3 separate regions of the Mus musculus genome follow, and all the other regions are linked to region 3. Evidence: chromatin contacts called from public Hi-C and HiChIP or PLAC-seq data. All regions are on one chromosome and are shown on one strand. Each heading gives the region's core, a stretch centred on a gene start, on an enhancer-like site or on the middle of the called end of the contact. The rest is flanking DNA. Distances are from core to core; before and after follow the strand shown.

Region 1 (2,700 bases), core at 93-2,592, 870 kb before region 3:
AGCTCCCAGATTCATCCAGGGAACTAGGGTGCCACTCGTCTCTGCTTCCATAGCACAGGGGTTACCGTCATGTGTCACCACCCCAGGTTTTTTACGTGGGTGCTGGGAATTCTTGGGCAGCAAGCGCCTTACTCGTTGAAGCCTCTCCCTAGGCCCCAGTTTCTTCACCAGTAGAGACAGACAGGGATGTGTGCCCTGTGGGGACCTTGTTAGAACTAAACCAGCATGTCGGATGTAGACCACCTGGGCTGGTGTCTTGTACCTGGTGAGCGCGTGTAGATAGGTGTGAAGATAGTGGGATGAATCGAACTGTGTTTTAGCCTTCTTTGCGAAGGCCGGGAGCCCCGACTTCTTGTGTATGTCTTTAGCCCACAGTTGTCCAAGCTTGCTTGGTTACAGGGTTTGCCTGGAGTGCCTGTTATAATACTAATTTGTGGGCCCCACCCTAGGGCTCCTGAACTAGAGTGGCATTTGTCAGGGTGGGATTTCTGACAGCATTTGATATAATGGGGCTAATTTGAGAAATGTGATTTTTTTTTTCTCTTTAGCTCACTCTCCCTGAATAATTGATCTTAACCAGATGCAGCGCATTGATAGGAGGCAGAGAGGAATCCTCTGAAAGTGGGGGACATTGTAGAGGGAAACCTGATCACCAGCGGTGGACCCAGAATTAGAACTCGGGGCTTCTGATGCCATGTGTCCATGTTCCTGCAAATATTCCTTTAAAGGATGGAGAAGTGAGGGGTGACTCTCTCAGGCCATCTTAGGGGCCTGTAAAGAGCAGCTGAGGTGACAGATGATGAGGTGGAGCCCCAGGTGTGCCTTCTGAAAATTAAGACCCAGGTGAGCCTGGCAGGCCTTGGGCTTTGTCCCAGAGCCATTGAGAATCAATAGGTGCTGGGATGTAAAAGGATGGGAAGGCGTGTTTTACGTGGCATGGGCTAGGTAGGGTGGGCAGGGCTGCAATTCCTGCCGAGGCTGTTGAGGAAGTCCCATGGATACATAGTGTCCCTTTGTCCATCTTGATTGGTCTGGAGAGCCTTGTAGAAGCATGGGCAAGGTTGGCTCCCCAACTCAGATGGGAATGTGCGTAGCTGCTTGCAGCCAGTCATGCCGGCTGGTTGGCCCAGTGCCTGGGAGGTGATCTTTAGGCTTTCTACACCCCCGGTTTACCAGGGGGCTCTCACGGCTCACAGGGTGGTTTGCCTGAGTGTTGGTTAGTTGTAGGAGTACGGCTGGGCATAGCGACTCTGCCACCTTCCCCTTCCCTCCCTGTGGGCTCAGCTCAGATGTGATGCCTGGTGGGGTAGGGGTGGTCTCTGAACTCCCCTGCCTGGAGTGTGTCTAGGCCCCACCCACTTATCTGCATTCACCAGCTGGGTTTGAGCTACCTTGTCTTAGGTCACCCCTTTGTCTACATCTGCTTGCAGCAGCATGAAGTCTCTTTGCCAGATGAAGGTGTCCTTGTGTGCTAACCCACACCCACATCTCACACCCACCTCGCCGCCCTTTTATTTATTTCAGCTGAAATCCGATCAGAGATTGTGAGTGGCTTCCATTGTTCTCAGGGAGAATAATCTCGATGTTCTGTGGGCACCCAGGTTCCAGGGCCTCTGGCACTGTGCTCACCTCTGGTGCTAGCCACAGGGGCTATGTTTGTTTCTTTTTGTTTTTTTGAGTTGGCTTCTGCCCTACCTAGAGCCTTGGTTGTTCTGTTTCTTCTGCTTGAACGGCCACTCCCCGTACCTTGCAGCATATGCATGCAGCTCAGTTCTCACTGGCGATGTAATACGAATAGCTTTTATTATCAGCCCCCTCCCCCTTAGCTATAATCTGGAGCGCCTCTTTTGCAAACTTTTCACCTAAGTAGCACTCTTTAGAACAGGGGTCAGGTCAGAACCCAGCCACGAGCTCATGCTTCTGGCATTTCCTACATAGGCACTTCGCTTGCCCTGTGCTTTCGTCCCCTGTGGAAACTCTAGGTTCCGTGACCTAGGAACTGGTTTTATTCACTTACAGTATCAGTACTCACTGAGAACGAACGCATGAACAAGTGAATGAATGAATGAGTCAGCTCCAACTCCCTGAGGGAGGTGGGGAGAGAATGGGGTTGATCAGAAGGATATGTGTTGGCCTGCTTCCAGAGAGGCTGCTGACAGGGGGCCAGCCCAAGCCCAAACAGGGCGTTGCTCACACCCTGGCCTCCACACTGCCTGCCGGCTTGGCTGCCTCTTTAATTATTCATTGTCTTTCTCAATGGGCTTTGTGTTCAGAAGCCAAGAGTCAAGAATTCAAACCCACTTTCTACCGTCCCAAAACTGAGCCTTAGAAGAGAACCCTGCCCGACCTGACCCATTCCGCATCCCCAGGGAGCCACAGGGCCAGCGCCCCCCTTCTGGCTGGATCTGAACATTGGAGGTGATTTTTCGGTCTGTGTCCTGAGCTGCCCTTTAGCTTCCCTCTTCTGTCTGGGACCGGGGACAACTAAAAAGGTCTTCACGTTACTGTATACCCCAATCTACCTACAGGGTGGCAGGCAGAGCTGGGTGGTCACACTGTGTCTTTACGGCTAGCTGGCTTTCCTAGAAGAGCCTGAGCTATCCCACGAACCACAGTAAAGGTCTTAGTTCAGCTGGTGCTGTAGAGGTTGCCGCTGCCTCTCACCCCATCTCCTCCTTTAATGGAGGATCATGGAGCCGA
Region 2 (2,700 bases), core at 188-2,687, 660 kb before region 3:
AAAGACCAGTGGATTGTCTGAATTTCCTAGCAGATCATTAAACAAGGGGAAGGAGAGACTCTTGCCTCATAACCTGGAGCCTGTTCCCTGCAGGAGGCCATAACTACAATTTGAGGTGTGTCCCTCATGGAGATTAGGTGCCCATGCACTGCTATCTCGGAACTTTGGTTCTAAGGTCAGAGCTGGATGGGACTCTGCCTTAGTTGGGATCCAAAGCCTCAAGGGGCTTGTCTTAGTCCTGCACACACATCATGACCAAGAAGCAAGTTGGGGAGGAAAGGGTTTATTCAGCTTACAATTCCATACTGCTGTTTATCACCAAGGAAGTCAGGACTGGAACTCAAGCAGGTCAGGAAGCAGGAGCTGATGCAGAGGCCATGGAGGGATGTTCTTTACTGGCTTGCCTCACCTGGCTTGCTCAGCTTGCTTTCTTATAGAACCAAGACTACCAGCCCAGAGATGGTCCCACCCACAAGGGGCCTTTCCCCTTGATCACTAATTGAGAAAATGCCTTACAGTTGGATCTCATGGAGGCATTTCCTCAACTGAAGATCCTTTCTCTGTGATAACTCCAGCTGTGTCAAGTTGACACAAAACTAGCCAGTACAGGGCTAAAGTCCTGGTTCTGTAAAACCCTGAGCTTTCCTAAAGCAATCTGTAGGGACCTAGGACTCAGGTCCCTGGAGACATCCCTGTGAAGGTCTCCTAAACTTCTCATCTCCATGTGTGTGTGTGTGTGTGTGTGTGTGTGTGTTTGTGTGTGTGTGTGTGCATGTGCGCACGTGGACATGTCTGTCTGTCTGTCTGTCTGTCTTCTCTAGGACTAACCCAGATAGCCTAGAACAGGAACAGCACATCTGCTATTCATGTCCATATGGTGGTGCAGACCCTACCTCCCTTTTCTTTATTTTTTAATTAGTATACAAGATAGTGGGGTTTAGTTTTTTCATTTTTCATACACATTTTTATTCTTGGTCCTTCCCTTTCTTAAGGAGACAGCTTTCTGGTATAGAGATAGAAGCCCCGCTTCTTGGGGACAGCTCTGACTCTCGACAGTCTTGGCAGGAGAAAAAGTGTGACTTTTTGAGAGTACAGTTTGTACTAGGACTGATCGCCCCTGCCCTCCAAGTCCTGAGGACGACGGATTAAGAGCATGGAATAAAGATGGTGACTGGATGAAATTTTAGAGCGCCTTTGCAGTGGTTTGGCCTCCTCACCAGGTGCCTGCCACCCTTTGGAAAGCTGATCCAGGAAATTTCGCACCGGAAGTCGTAGGCAGCTCCAATCAAAGCAGTCTTCCTCTAGAGCACCCTCTCCCCACTCCCTTAAAGTCTTCTCTCTTCTTTCTTAAAAATTTAAAACTCACATACAGTTCAAAATTTATCAGCACGTGTGATGCTGTGTGGGAGTTGGCTCTTTGCTTCTACCACGTGGATCCTGGGGCTTGAACTCGGGCTTTTCGCTTCCGTGGTAAGCGTCACTCACTGGAGTGTACTGCAGAGTGTCGTCCCACCCACTGTTTGAACTTTGAATTTATATGCTCAAATAATCCTCCTGCCTCAGTCCCCCAAGTAGCTGAGACTACAGATGTACACACCCTTGCTGGATTTTGAGCCCCAGTTCCTCAGCTTGTCCCCCCAAGTTAGATATCCTCCTACTCCTCCTCTTGTTCCATCTGTCTTTCAAACACTGCAAGCATGGCTCACGCCTGAGCCAAAGCCGGTTTTGCTGAGCTCATCAGAAAAGCTGCCGGTGCGGCAGCGGTGCTTGCTGGGAGAAAGTCAGTGGCCCCTGCAGGGCTCACACAGGGCTCATGGAACGGAACGGGTGTGAACTGCCACAGATTCGCTCTGGAGCCCTGAAGTCTCTCACATAAGGATGTTCAAAGGACATATTCACTCTCTAGGATCCCTTTCTTGGGTGACTTCTTGCCTCTTCCTGCCTTCTTCTGCAGCCTTTGCCTTCTTAACATCTGGGAACCCCATGATGGCATGCAAGGACTCTAGATGTCCAAGGAGCCAGCCAATCCTCCAGCCCTGCAGGCTCCATTGCCACAAGCAGTTTGAGAGCTTCTTCTTGCAAAGACAAGTAGGGAGAACACTTCCAAGCTATGCCTGTTTCTTCTTTATTTTCTGACCCCACCCCCACCCCCGGGGGTGGGGGCTGAAAAGCCAGCTGGGTTTTTCTTTTTCTTTCTTTCTTTTTTTTTTTTTTTTTGTACAGTACGTTTTGGCAGCCCCCCTTTTTTTCTGACAGAAAAAAAATAACAGGCATATTTTGGGCGATTACTCAACTGGGGTCCTTTGTGACAGGATACGCAGCTGCGTGACTAATGGAGCCGGCTTTCTCCTGGTTTCCTTCTCCTTTCAAAGCTCTTGTTTACTGCCCTATACCAAAAAGGGGGGGAAAAGCCATACGCTACAGATTTTTATATGTTAAGAAAAGCTTTGTGAAACATATAAGCTATAAATCCTATGGATAGTCCATTTCCAGCACGCCATCACCCACCCTCCACCCCAGCGTCTTTAAAGCTCTCAAGCTCTTGACTCAGGACATGGGAATTTTTTTTTCTCACTTGCGTCCCTACTTTCTTCTGAACATATGTCCAGCAGATCGTGTGTGTGTGTGTGTGTGTGCGTGTGTGTGTGTGCACATGAGTGTGCTTGCAATGGGGGGGGGGTTGGGGGGCGGGGAGCAGGA
Region 3 (2,700 bases), core at 97-2,596:
TAAAACGATTCAAGTTGGAATATATTTAACCAGCAAAACACCATGACTTTAAAAAATAAAAATAAAACATTTGATAAATGCAAAAGAATACACACACACACACACACACACACACACACACACTGTGTAGGTTACAAGGCATGGCTATGAAATGCGTGCCTATGAACCTGCCAACTACTCTTTTAATTAGCACTTTTTCTGTCTAGAAAGCTATTAATGTAACTCAGTGGCATGCCAGGACCCTAGAGATAATTCCCAGCAATAAGAAAGGAAGATGGGGGGTGGGTGGAATATCTCTAATCTGATAATTTGCTGTGGACTAAAATTTTACATCTCTCCCAAAATTCTCTGTTGAAACCCTAATCTACAGAGTGATGGTATCTGTCTATGAAGCTTTGACAGTGCCTGGCTAGATTAGGTCTTGAAGGTGTAAATAACCATGCTGGAGACAGACACACCAAAGCACAATCACCAAGAAGTGACCTTCACCAAGCAAACAACACTGTCAGACGCTGGTCTCACACATTCAGTGACTAGAACATGCTGACGTGAATGTTGCTGCTTTCTACACAGCTGCTGCACTCCAGTAGCCCCAGAAGACGAGACACAACGGGGGCAGTAGAAGCCATCTTCCCACCAGGCAGCTGCCCGGTTGTCATCAGTATTCTGAATTTATGCCTTTTTATTAAAAAATTTCACTTTTGCCATTTAAAAAAATTTTTTGGTTTTATCCACAGCTACTGAGATTTCTTTTAAGGAATTTAGTATTCCTCTTATATTGTCAGTCTTGTGTCTGATAAGGGATTTTACACGGCATCTGTACTACAGACACACAACTATTTTACCATTTCTAAAGCTTATTTCCCAGGGCAATGTGACCCGTATCACATGCAGGGTACAGACATGTACCTAAAATAGGCTTGCTGTCGTTTCTCCCATGCTCCCTGTTGTCTCTGCTTCACACTGGAAAGAGGATTCTAAAAGAGAAAGCCTTCACTTCAACATGGGTTTTAAGTAATTGCCTCTGTTGTCTCAGCAAGTCTAAGTCCCTAAAGACAAGGAACATGGCTGACTTGCTCTCAGCTCACAGCAACCGGCTGAGTATTAAGTCAATGATTCTCAGCTAATCTCTCAATTTACAGCCCAACGCCCCAGATGCTTCACAGTTAGAGCTGATCAACAGCAAATACAGATCCTTTGATCACTGCTTTTCTTATCTAAGACACCTCTTCCTATCCCCAAGCCGTGTTTACAAATTATCTCCCTAGCCTGCAATCAATACAATAGCCTTCTCACCACCTCATAACACTAGATAAAATGCAGACAATTTCCTTAGTCACACACAGCTGACCTTTAGTCTGGACAAGCAAGTGCAGTTTAACAGGGTCTGAGCTATTTATTCTTAACCACAAGTGCCAACAGGACATAACAGCCAAAAAAAAAAAAAAACCAGAGGGGGGAGGGGTTCTGAAGACCAGCATCATCTACACAGCAGACTATACATAAACTGGTAAACTGGAAGAGACAGTCCTATGACTTGGCAGCCAAGAGTTCCACTATCATCTTAGCATCTTTACATTCTGTACTGAACAGTCTCCTGGGGGCTGTGTTCTAAAGGAAGCCTACACCCTCAATTATGTCAGCCTTATGCAACACTCAGTTACAAATTTCTCAAAGGAGCAAAAATGTCAGTTAGTGCCATTTCGAACTCTAAATAAGATTGCAGGAACCCCCTCCCAAAAAATCATTAGCATAAGCCTTCTCTGACTCATGCCTTCACTGCTCAAAGCACATGACTAAGATAACTAGAGGGCAATCTAAGATATCTTCCTGGGTGTGGACAGGCGTCAAAGAGAAAGTGCCAGAAGAGTTTAAGCAGGTCACAAGACTCCAATCAAAGGGATATCTGTCTGTCTTCCTCTTTTTCCCTCCCTTCCTCCATCCCTCTCTTATCTTATTTGATTTTGAGACAGGCTCTTGTTATATACCCCGGGCCTGTCTTATATCCACAATCCTCCTGCCTCAGCCCCAGGAGCTGCTGAGATGTTTTCCACCACCAGCTGAAGGATTGAAAATATGTATTTTAAAGAACTGCAGCACACAGATGGCTAGTACCTTTTCCTGTAACACAACTGAAAAGCCAGAGTCACAAGTCCACACTGACCATGCTGCTGGGCTAGCTGACGGGAAGCTCTTGAGGAAAAAGAACAACTTCTTCAACGGTCTGTTAACATTCAACTGCTAAGGAGAAAGAGAGAGAGAGAGAGAGAGAGAGAGAGAGAGAGAGCGCACTCGTTGTGCCTCTAACTAGCCCACCATGTTCAATCTTTATTTACCTCGATCAACATTAAACACATCCTGATTGCCAGTGTTTGAACATCAGGCTAAAGGTGTGGCAAGGGGACTAAGAACAGCAGCCTGACATACTACAAGAGAATAGCCAATGGGTGGGCACGCCACCATCTCTGTGTGCAGTTCCACACGCATCACAGCAATCCAGCTCTCAATGAAGAAACATCTCCGCTCACACCACGCCAGAGACACACTCCACTTTTTCCCACCTATCCCAGCCTGTTAAAATATGAACCTAAATGACAGTCCTGATACTCATCTGCTCCTATAGGAAAGGAACAGCAGCAGCAGCTATGATCCTCAACTCCTGTAAGGGAGTCTCTGAGGTTGACGCAACAGTGGTTCCTG

What was found. Hi-C and Micro-C count contacts between places; a contact is called where the count stands out from the background. HiChIP or PLAC-seq counts read pairs in DNA pulled down with a chosen protein or histone mark.
Region 1: an H3K27ac HiChIP or PLAC-seq map of extraembryonic endoderm stem cells shows a contact between it and region 3, with 11 times the contacts expected there. The contact joins two enhancer-like sites. A contact is called at or near these places in 1 of 484 Hi-C or Micro-C datasets (liver), 8 of 115 datasets of contacts at active chromatin or transcription factors (bone marrow-derived macrophages, cardiomyocytes, differentiating embryonic stem cells and 5 more) and 1 of 9 other capture datasets (embryonic stem cells).
Region 2: a Hi-C map of bone marrow-derived macrophages shows a contact between it and region 3, with 13 read pairs. The contact joins two enhancer-like sites. A contact is called at or near these places in 1 of 15 datasets of contacts at CTCF or cohesin (large pre-B cells), 5 of 484 Hi-C or Micro-C datasets (adipose-derived mesenchymal stem cells, bone marrow-derived macrophages, cranial neural crest and 2 more), 7 of 115 datasets of contacts at active chromatin or transcription factors (bone marrow-derived macrophages, double positive thymocytes, embryonic basal ganglia and 3 more) and 1 of 9 other capture datasets (embryonic stem cells).

Annotation. Positions count from the first base shown.
Region 1 is chr12:80,223,178-80,225,877 of GRCm38.p6, reverse strand. The region is part of intron 1 of Actn1 (actinin, alpha 1); the gene reads left to right. Among named protein-coding and RNA genes, the nearest start is that of Actn1, 36 kb to the left of the region's middle. Within about 2 kb of position 1,342, at least 21 of the 459 cell types and tissues checked have an H3K27ac peak or open chromatin away from gene starts, as enhancers often do. A contact at or near this core is called in extraembryonic endoderm stem cells, where this site is marked.
Region 2 is chr12:80,013,563-80,016,262 of GRCm38.p6, reverse strand. No RefSeq gene overlaps it. Among named protein-coding and RNA genes, the nearest start is that of Gm36834, 4.7 kb to the left of the region's middle. Within about 2 kb of position 1,437, at least 109 of the 459 cell types and tissues checked have an H3K27ac peak or open chromatin away from gene starts, as enhancers often do. A contact at or near this core is called in bone marrow-derived macrophages and heart atrium, where this site is marked.
Region 3 is chr12:79,351,412-79,354,111 of GRCm38.p6, reverse strand. All of the region lies in intron 7 of Rad51b (RAD51 paralog B), which reads right to left. Among named protein-coding and RNA genes, the nearest start is that of Rad51b, 55 kb to the right of the region's middle. Within about 2 kb of position 1,346, at least 100 of the 459 cell types and tissues checked have an H3K27ac peak or open chromatin away from gene starts, as enhancers often do. A contact at or near this core is called in bone marrow-derived macrophages, extraembryonic endoderm stem cells and heart atrium, where this site is marked.